2 separate regions of the Ovis aries genome follow, and region 1 is linked to region 2. The links are chromatin contacts, called in public Hi-C maps. All regions are on one chromosome and are shown on one strand. The core of a region is the stretch at or near the end of the contact, and the rest is flanking DNA. Distances in the headings are between cores, read along the strand shown. Region 1 overlaps LOC121818076 (a long non-coding RNA gene). Region 2 overlaps LOC121818076 (a long non-coding RNA gene).

Region 1 (5,621 bases), core at 1,052-3,551, 150 kb before region 2:
GTCTCCTCTCTCTGTGACCTCTGGTCTGAGCAGTCTATTCTAACCCTTCTTACCATGTATTCTTTCTTGCTATGGCTGTTTGTACCGGTGCCTACTTGATGCAGCCTCTGTTCTCGACTGGCTTTATTTATGGAATACTTCCTTTAATATTAATATGTGCAATGATTCACCAATTAAGTTTTCCTGAAAATCCGTAGAAACTAGTAAGTCTAAAACACTGAATTATTTCAGATCAAGTGAGAAAAGATGCTCAACAGTAAATATCATTTTTAGCTTTAAGTATAAAGAGTAAATCAGGGGACTTCCCTGGTGGTCCAGTGGTTAGGAATCTGCCTTGCAAGTCAGGGGACATGGGTTAAATCCCTGGTCGGGGCACTAAGATCCCCACATGCCACGGAGCAACTGAATCCATGAGCTACAATTAGAGAGTCCATGCAGCACAGCAAAAGACCCTGCATGACACAGTGAAGATCCTGTGTGCTGCAACTAAGACCTAGCACAGCCAAAAAAAATTTTTAAAGGGTAAATCAGGATCTGAGCAGAAGTTAATGCAAACCTGATTATTTCCTTTGATTCTGATGCAGCTTAGTACCCACGCATGCCTCTGGTAGCTGGTTAATAAAAGTTTGCAAATTTCTGCTAGAGGCTAACTAACCTACTTACTGAGAAGTACAACATCCCAGTATTAGTTTCAGTCTAACAGTATGCAGACCAGCCTATTAATTGTGATTCTCCACTGAGGTATTCTGCATTCTGCACCTTAGTTACTTGGTATAAATGTTCAGCCAAGCTTTTCTGTAAAGAGAAAGATTTTTCTCTTGGGCTTCATAACAGATGGCAAACCACAAGAGAAGGCAGATTTATTGTTTCATTTGTGGAAAAAAATCTGTCAAGAGAATTCCATGTATCTTAAGAAAGACTCAACCTTCAGAACTGAGAGTATGCATTCATAAGATGTTATAAATACTTTATGCTGCCCTGTTTCACCACTGTTAGTAAATTCTGAGTGCTGTGGAGGAAGGGGCCTCGGGCTGGAGAGTCAGACACCAGTTCAGAAACCCTATGCCACCTAAAGTTGTGTGTCCGAGTCAATCACTTAACTTGTTCACCGTGTATATAACATCAGGATTACAATAACCACCTCTGAGGGCTGGTTCGATTTGAGTGAAGGCATGGCAGTGGCATAAAACACTGGTTGAAATCTAGCAGGTGACCAACAATACAAAATCCTTTCCAATGATCTCCATGGATTCATTAAATCTGCATTTCCCACAGTGTACCTAATCAACATCATGACTTTAATAGTTACTACACAATGAAAGCATTCTGTGATTAAATGTGTTTGGGCAAAACTGGGTTAAACAAAGAGCAGATGGCTTAAAGATTCTCTCCCCTCCCCTCCCCTTTCTAAGCTGCAGGACATCCAGGAGACTTTTATGCGGATCTCTAAAGCAGAATTTCCCAGCCTTATTTGAGCATGGAGTCCTCACGATCATGGAACAGTAGCAATTGCAAGGTACATTTAGGGAAATACTAAGTTATCCTCCACCAGAGACAAATCCTTCAACCACAAATGCCTTTCTTGTTATCCATACTACGGAATTAGGATGAGACTGGTTCTCAAATATTTTCTTCAAAGAACTTTTCTTTTTTTCTTATTACTGTTAATATACTTGAAGGAAAGACAATGGCTTGCTTGAAACCATAGATATATTTCTCCCATTATTAAAACAGAGCTCTGATTTGGCATATTAAGTATCGACTATACTTAGACACATTTGCACAGAGTTCTAGAAATTTTTTAAAAAGTGGAAAAAGACCAAAAGGCTGTTCAGTCTCATCTCTGTCAGGGCAGGGATCCTTTCAGAGCAACGTTTTCTGACTTTTTCAGGCTAATAATTTTGTACAGTCAGCATTCAGAAGTGGTGTTCTCTTTCATCACCCAAATCTGCAAGAGGAGTGAGCCTTTTTCATTTCTCTCACTTGGAATAATGAGGATTAAGACTTGGCTGCCTGGCGAAGCTTCTAGCTATTTTCACCTTCTTGAAAACAAGCAGGAGAGAAGAAAATGTCAGCCTGGATGAAAGAAGGAGAGGGCAAGGAGACAGGGAGCCTGGTTGCCCTTGTGGACGAACAAACTACAGCTGAGCCAAAGGGACTTGGCATGCCTTAATGCTGTGCTGTCATTGTTTGGAAATCCTCCCTAATTTTTCAACAAATGAGTCTACATTTTCACTTTGCACTGAGTCCCTAGAATTATGTAGCTGGTCTTGGAGGGGGAAATTGAAGACAGGGTGTGACGCTTTCAGTGTCTGGTGTGTGTTGGCTGGAATCTAGCACTGACCGAGGTCATATTTGGTCAGAGCTCTTGACGCAAATGCCACTGACAGAAAAATAAAATATTTCAGCGGGCTAAACTCTGTGGCAGCCAAAAAACAAATTGAAGTGATAAATATATATTTTGTGGGTGAGGCTTTCTGAACTAATAAAATCTGAAATCCTTAGGAAGTTACAGAACCTGAACAAACAGCCTGGGGATTACTAAGCTCTTAATACAAACCCTCAACTTGCTCAGCCATCAATTTCCTTTATGAAGAGTTGCCATGGTGATGTCTATCACATCTGCCAATCACTTCTCTGCACCATTCATCTAGAAAGTAAGTAGTTGATATTATACACAAAACAGATAACCAACAAAAGCCTGTTGGCTCAGTGGTAAAGAATCCGCCTGCCAATGCAGGAGATGCAGGAGACACAGGTTCAATCCCTGATCTGGGAAGATCTGATAAGCCATGGAGCAACTCAGGCCTGTGCCACAACTATTAAAGCCCACATGCCCTATAGCTAGTGTTCCTAAACAAGAGTCAAAGGAAGCCACTGAAATGAGAAGCCCTCACACTGCAACTAGAGAGCAGGCCCCGCTCGCTGCAACTAGAGAAAGCCTGCACAGCAACACAGACCCAACACAGCCAGAAATATAAAACAAAACTATATCCAATATCTTGTAATAAACTACCATTGAAAAGAATTTGAAAAAATATATGTATATAACTGAGTTACTTTGCTGATATCTGAAATTAACACAACATTGTAAATCAAGTATATGTCAATTAAAAATAAATTTTAAAAGGCAAAGAAACAAATAAAAATTAAAGATAGTAGCAACTTTCCTGATGGTCCAGTGGCTAAGACTTGGCACTTCCAACCCAAGGGGCCTGGATTCCATCCCTGGGCAAGGAACTAGCTCCCTCAAAGCACAACTAAGAGTTCACATTTTAAAACTAAAGTTCCCCCATGTGGCAGCTGGGACCTGGAGCTTTTATTATGTTGTTAAGTTCAGTTCAGTTCAGTCGTTCAGTCGTGTCCGACTCTTTGCAACCCCATGAATCGCAGCACGCCAGGCCTCCCTGTCCATTACCAACTCCCGGAGCTCACTCAGACTCACGTCCATTGAGTCAGTGATGCCATCCAGCCATCTCATCCTCTGTCATCCCCTTCTCCTTCTGCCTACAATCTCTCCCAGCATCAGAGTCCTTTCCAATGAGTCAACTCTTCACATGAGGTGGCCAAAGTACTGGAGTTTCAGCTTCAGCATCATTCCCTCCAAAGAAATCCCAGGGCTGATCTCCTTCAGAATGGACTGGTTGGATCTCCTTGCAGTCCAAGGGACTCTCAATTATGTTGTTATTATTTATTAAATATTCAATATTAAAATATCAAAGATTGGGATTTTTATTATGTTATTATTTTTATTATTAACATAATAAATGAATATGTTTAAATTTTTTAAAAAGTAAGTAGTTGTGGGCTACCCTCAGAAGAAATACTAAATAGCAATCATTTCAGCCATTTTGGATGAATCATCCATTGGGATGACAATGTTTGAAAGCACGTTCAGACCAAAATCATAACCCCACCATTGATTTTTTTACTCATTAAGAATATTTGAGAGCTTTATATAGACATAGTTTAATACATTATAGATGCTTAGGAGAAAACTGCAGAACATATAAACATTTATGGAAACATTTTTTTAAACTGACCCAAGAGAAGGCTTGTATTTTCCAGTCAGTTCCATAAGAGAGGTAAATAAAAGAGAAGAGCTTTCGTGTTGTGCCAAAGTGGAAGAACCTGCATCGAAGACTGAAATGTTGCTTGTGAGGAAAAGAGAAGAAAATCAAGAGACTGTCCTGTCACTACAGTCAAAATAGGAGCACTGCAGAGAAGGAGAGTCAGTGGTGGCAATCCATCACCATCCTGGAGCATGGGGCAGGCAAGTACAGAACGGGCAGCCCATTCTCGCCTCTCTGCTTACTTTTCCCTTTTCATCTGAGAGCTGATCTCTAGGAACCAGTCTTGATATCTCTGTGATAAAAGACTTTTAAAAAAATTAATGACATTTCAATGATTGTTAATAACTACTTTACAAATTACTTCAGATCTTTAAATTTGGGGAGAAATTTCCTTCAAGAATCATTTAGCTGTAAAAATGTTTCTATCCATTATTTATTCAACTATTCATTATTTTATGTCCAGCTTTCCCAACACTACTTACTGAAGAGACTGTTTATTCTCCATTTGTATATTCTTGCCTTCTTTGTCGTGGATTGGTCACATGGATCAAAGGATCCAATAAATAAGTGGATCTACTTCTGGGCTCTCTGTTCTTTTCAATTGATCTATGTGTCTGTTCTGTGCCAATATCATACTGTTTTGAGTGCTGTAGCTTTGTAGTACAATATAAAGCCAAGGAGCACGTTACCTCCAGCTTTGCTGTTTTTATTCAAGATTGGTATGGCTATTCAAGATCTTCTGTAGTTCCATACAAATTATAGAATTATTTGTTCTAGCTCTGTGAAAAAAATGCCATCAGCATTTTGATAGGGATTGCATTAATTCTATAGATTGTTTTAGGTAGCACGCACATTTTAACTATATTAATTCTTCCAGCCCCTATCTTTCCATTTATTGTACAGTCTTCAATATACCGCAGCAGTGTGTTATACTCTTCAGAGTACAGGTCTTTCACTTCCTGATTTCACTTCTTGATTTCTCTTTCTGATAATTCACTATTAGTGTATAGACACGCAACAGATTTATTTATATTAATCTTGTATCTTGCAACTCTGTTGAATTCATTTATTAGTTCTAATAATTTTCTGATGGCATCTATAAAAATATTGAGTTACTATGTTGTACATTTGAAACTTCTCTGTAGCTCAAATGGTAAAGAATCTGGCTGCAATGCAGGAGACCAGGGTTCGATCTCTGGGTCGGGAAGTTCGTCTGGAGAAGGGAATGGCAATCCACTCCAGTATTCTTGCCTGGAGAATTCCATGGTCAGAGAAGCCTGGTGGGCTATAGGCCATGGAGTTTCAAAGAGTTGGACATGACTGAGTACACACACACACACACACACACACACACACACACATATGAAACTAACATAATGTTGTAAGTCAACTATATTTCAATAAAGGACTTTCCTGGTGGTCCAGTATTTAAGAATCCACTTGCCAACACAGGGGACCTGGGTTCGATCCCTAGTCCAGGAAGATCCTACATGCTGCAGAGCAACTAAAGCTCGTTCACCACAACTACCGAGCCAGTGCTCTCGAGCC
Region 2 (5,341 bases), core at 377-2,876:
CAAAAGTAAATCCCTTCCTTCTCACAAGTCACTCCTGAAAAATCAGGGCAGCCAGGCCTCAGTGTACAGAACTCTCTTAACCATGAACTTAACCCGATCCATGCCTTTGAGCAGCCAGGGCTCAGTAACTGGTTGACAGAGATGCCATCTGATAAGCAAGCCGGAGCAGTCCCACTAGCAAGAAGCCAGTCTGGGCCCCAACACTGCCCCATGGAGGCAAGGAACCTGCCTGGGGGTAGCCCCACGTGTACCATGAGCCTGAGCGCTGGCCCTGCGTCTGGGAAACTTGGCAAAGATTCCTGGGCCCATGCTTCAGGCTTGGCATAAAGTGGGTGGAGCTGCCACTTCCCAATGACTCGGTGGAGCCATTTCCATGGGTCCTGTTCCTGGGCTGTAATGAGAGACCACCGTCCCTGCCCAGACAAGGTGGTGGTCTGCTTGTGTGCGCCCACATCAAAGGCATCTAAAGTTTTCTCATCAAAGAGATGCAGTTGAATCCCCAAAGTTCCACGACACAAGATGACTGCATGGACGTTGATCGTTAGACTGTCGTCATCCAATCCTGCAGTCTATTTTATCAATTGGGGGCCCTCAGTGTGTGGGCTGAAGTGACCTGCACACCTCCTACAGGCAGAGCTCCTTGGTCCAGGGGGAGGCTCAGCACAGCAGTTGGAAGAACCGCACCCGTTCCATCTAGTGAGGCCTCCGCCCTCAGAAGGGGGTGTCCATGGAGAACTTGCCTTGCTCTCACTACAGAGATACGTTGGTACAGGCAGACCGTGTGTGCCTGCAAGTCACAGATGCGGCCTTTTTTACAAAAGGAAGGTCTGCGGCAACCCTGTATTGAGCAAGTCTCTCCAAGCCATTCTGTCAGCTGCATCTGCTCACTTTGTGTCACATTTTGGGACTTCTTGCAATATTTCAAACTTCTTCATTATTCCTGTGTCTTCTATGATATCTGATATCAGTTATCTTTGATGTTACTATTGCAAAAATTATGAATCACTGAAGTCTCAGAGGATGGTTGGCAATTTTTCAGAAATAAGGTATTTTAAAATTAAGTTCTGTATAATCTTTTAGATGTAATACTGTTGCACACATAACAGACTATTCTCATGGGCCTTGAATGCCTCCCTGTAAATTCAGACTTCAAACTATAATGTCAGAAAGCATGGGAGGGGTTTGGACTAGCTGCTTGGGAAGATTCCTCTGGAAGGCCGAAGGTGTAGTGGGAGGGGCTGAACTTCCCAGGTGGCACCAGTGGTAAAGCATCCGCCTGCCAATGCAGGACATGCAGGAGACACAGGTTCAGTCCCCTGGAGGAGGAAATGGCAACCCACTCCAGTGTTCTTGCCTGGAGAATCCCACGGACAGAGAAGCCTGGCGGGCTACAGTCCATCGGGTCCCAAGGGTCAGACACATGAGCAAACACGTGTTCCCATTCTGACAATGGAGCAGATGGAAATGAAAATAAGATACAGTGCAAAGTTCAGAGAGAACGAGCTAGAATCTGATCAGAGAGTCAGGGAGACGAAAAGGAGGAAAAACAGAGCCCAGCGGGGGAGCTGAGACTAGAGGACCCTGCAGCGACGGTGGAACTAGGGCGCCCTCTTCTGGACGTAAAAGCCGGCTGTGAACCACGCCGGCAGCACACGCCAGCACCACCTAAAGGTCTTTCCAGAACTAGCTGATGCTGAGTCAACACTAACTTTCAAACACCTGCTGCTGCTGCTGCTGCTGCTGCTGCTGCTGCTGCTGCTGCTGCTGCTGCTGCTGCTAAGTCGCTTCAGTCGTGTCCAACTCTGTGCGACCCCATAGATGGCAGCCCACCAGGCTCCCCCGTCCCTGGGATTCTCCAGGCAAGAACCCTGGAGTGGGTTGCCATTTCCTTCTCCAATGCATGAAAGTGAAAAGTGAAAGTGAGGTCGCTCAGTTGTGTCCGACTTCGCGACCTCATGGATTGCAGCCCACTAGGCTCCGTAACTAACAAATTGGTAATTCAGTAGTAATTCAGACAGATCTATGCAAACAGAGGCTGTCCAAGCCAGCTGCTGTGTCTTCTAAAGCACACTGCCTCATACTCAGATATGTTTAGTGATAACACAGGATCACACTGGACAGAAGGCAGAAGAGAATATAGTCTGTGGGAGAAAAAGCAAGGAAGGTCTTTGGGGGAATGTCAAATGTGATAAAGGGCTGAAATGGTGATCTTTAGCTGCTAAGGCAACACTGGAATACTTCAGGCTACTGAGAGTTGAAATGCGGAGGGTCTGAACAACTTAAGAATACTGCGCATGCAACCTGGCAAAGAGAACAGCGGAAGGAAGCCGGCTGCATGGGTGTGAAGCGACTCAGCGCGAGGCCTCTGGGGCTTCCTCACGAGGTACCCCCAGCACCCTGCTAGGCTTTCACCCCGCACCAACTCCCTGATTTCCACATCCACCCTGCGATGCACACATGTCCTGCACAGAGAGAAAGGGCTGCTCCAGCCTCACAGGCGTGAGAAGAGAACTGTCAGCAGCCTTCCAGCGCCCACTGCACGACCCCCGCGCCCTCCAGTCTCACCCCCCACTCGGCGCCTGGGCGCCCCCAGCTCCGGCCTTGCTGCCGCCCGGCTATTCCTCACACAGCTCAGGACGCAGGGGCTCCGCACTGGCTGTTCCCTCTACTGGGAATGCTTTTCTCTGAAGTACAAGCAATGTGTCTCTCACTTTCTCCCAACCTCGGCTCAGATATCACATCCTCAAAGTCGTCTCCCTGATCACTCAATTGTACACATACACACACCACACACACACACCACACACGCACCACACACATACATACCACACCACACACACACCACACACCTACATACCACACACACTCACACACCACACACACACCACACAAACACAGCACACACATACATACCACAGATGCACTCACACCACACCACACACACAATACACACCTACATACCATACACACTCACACACCACACACACACCACACAAACACACCACACACACACCACACACCTACATACCACACACACTCACACACCACACACATAGCACACAAACACAGCACACACATACATACCACAGATGCACTCACACCACCACACACACACCACACACACACCACACACCTACATACCATATACACTCACACACCACAGACACAAACCACACACACCACACATAGCACACACACACACACTCACACACCACACATACATACCACACACATACCATACCACACACATACCACACACACACACACACACACACACCACACACAATACACACCTACATACCATACACACTCACACACCACACACACCACAAACACACCACACACACACCACACACCTACATACCACACACACTCACACACCACACACATAGCACACAAACACAGCACACACATACATACCACAGATGCACTCACACCACCACACACACACCACACACACACCACACACACACCACACACCTACATACCATACACACTCACACACCACACACACTCACAAACCACACACACCACACATAGCACACACACACACACTCACACACCACACATACATACCACACACACAGACACACACCACACACACATACCACACACTCACACCACACTCACACCACACACACTCACACAAACATAGCACACACATACATACCACAGATGCATTCACACACCACACACACACACAACACCACACATACATACCACACACACACCCACACACACACCACACACACCCCATATACACACACCACACACACATACCACACACAAACACACACCATATACACTCCACACACACACATCACACACTCCTTACACATATCACACACACACACTCTTACAACACACCCCCCACAGACACCCCACAAACACACACGTTCCCCTCAAAGCTTCGTGTTGGCCCACAGCCCTCACCATCTTTACATACTACATTTTCTCTGTGTACGATATCTCCTCTCCACGCCCCAGGACGCAGGGCTCTAAGAGGACCTGGATTCAGTTTTGTGGTTGTATTCTCTGTCCACGGGCTTAAGCAGTCGGCTTGATCCATCCTGAGCCTCAGCTTTCTCATCTGCACAATTTCCTCACCAGTAAACTGAGGTTCATGCTACCAGTTCCAGGCAAACTGAGTAAGACACAACCTGTGTTTGAGTTTCAAAGCATCAGGAAAAGCAAGGGCTATCGAGGAGGGCCCCCGGCACAGGGTGAAACCTAACATCCTCTCCGAACAGGTGGCCCAGACATTGTTTAAAAGGACAAACAGGACAAGAACAACTGTGAGTAAGGAAGCTGAGACATTTGTCCCATTCTACTTGTAAAAAGAAAACCATTAAGAGTTCAGTATTGGTTAGAAGGATACAAACGAAACTGAAAGAAATAGAGGAAGCAAGCATTTCCAACATCAACAGATCAAATTCGGAATTTCTGATTTATACAAAGGCATTTTTCCCAGGAACATATCCAACTAGGAGCAGCCCAATGGTGTCAGGCCCAGGTCAGGACCGCGCTTAGGAAAGCCGGGTAGCACACCCATTGATTTTCAGTGTCCCCGCCTCACTTTGTGCCCACTCTGGTCCCTCCATGTCCCCAGCCGGCCTTGGTGGTCCATTCCATGGCCAGGAGCCCAGGGACACGAGGTGTCCTGCAGGGCATCCATCCCTGGAGGACATCCCAAGCCCAGAGTAGGAAATTTCCTGAACCTGGCTGTCCCTTCTCCAGCTAGGCACTCGCGTTCCCTTGGGCCCGGATTTCTAACCCATGTTAACTCAACAGCTGAAGGAAATTCCCACAGCTCCCGGGGAACTCAGGCCTCCTCCTGTGCGGCCCCATCCACTGCAGCTCGCCGCCACCATCAGAGTCGCCTAAACCCCCCCGGCCCCCCTTCACTTACAGAAGTGGTTGGCAGCCCAGCCGTGGTGAAAAGCACAACATCCCAGTGAACACCATCCATTCCGAACCCACCAGTTCAGAGCTCGTGCTTCTAATTCACCTTGGATGTGCAGTCACAGTTGGGCAGCTGGCCCCTGGAGTCCCAGAGCCTCTCCTGGCCACAAGCCCTCCTAAGCCAGGGCCTCTCTCTCTCACCGCCTCCCTCACCACCATCCACACAAACACCTAGGGGATGCTCCCCGAATACACCTGACCACTTTGTGCTGGGGAGGTTTTGCATGTCCTCTATGGGTCAAGGACCTCATGACTCAACAGTGCGGTCCCCAGACCAGCGCCAGTGTCACCTGGGAACCGAGAACGGCAGGATAAAGAATCTGCATTGCGGCAATATCCCCTGCTGATCTGCTGATCAGTGGTGCTGGTAGTTTAGTCG

The links. Hi-C and Micro-C count contacts between places; a contact is called where the count stands out from the background.
Region 1: a Hi-C map of tail adipose tissue shows a contact between it and region 2, with 10 times the contacts expected there. The contact joins two enhancer-like sites. A contact is called at or near these places in 9 of 16 Hi-C or Micro-C datasets (hypothalamus, liver, mesenteric adipose tissue and 5 more).

What each region holds. Positions count from the first base shown.
Region 1 is chr26:23,282,426-23,288,046 of ARS-UI_Ramb_v3.0, reverse strand. The region is part of intron 3 of LOC121818076 (a long non-coding RNA gene); the gene reads right to left. Among named protein-coding and RNA genes, the nearest start is that of TRMT9B, 66 kb to the right of the region's middle. Within about 2 kb of position 2,301, at least 6 of the 54 cell types and tissues checked have an H3K27ac peak or open chromatin away from gene starts, as enhancers often do.
Region 2 is chr26:23,136,531-23,141,871 of ARS-UI_Ramb_v3.0, reverse strand. All of the region lies in intron 2 of LOC121818076 (a long non-coding RNA gene), which reads right to left. Among named protein-coding and RNA genes, the nearest start is that of TRMT9B, 80 kb to the left of the region's middle. Within about 2 kb of position 1,626, at least 6 of the 54 cell types and tissues checked have an H3K27ac peak or open chromatin away from gene starts, as enhancers often do.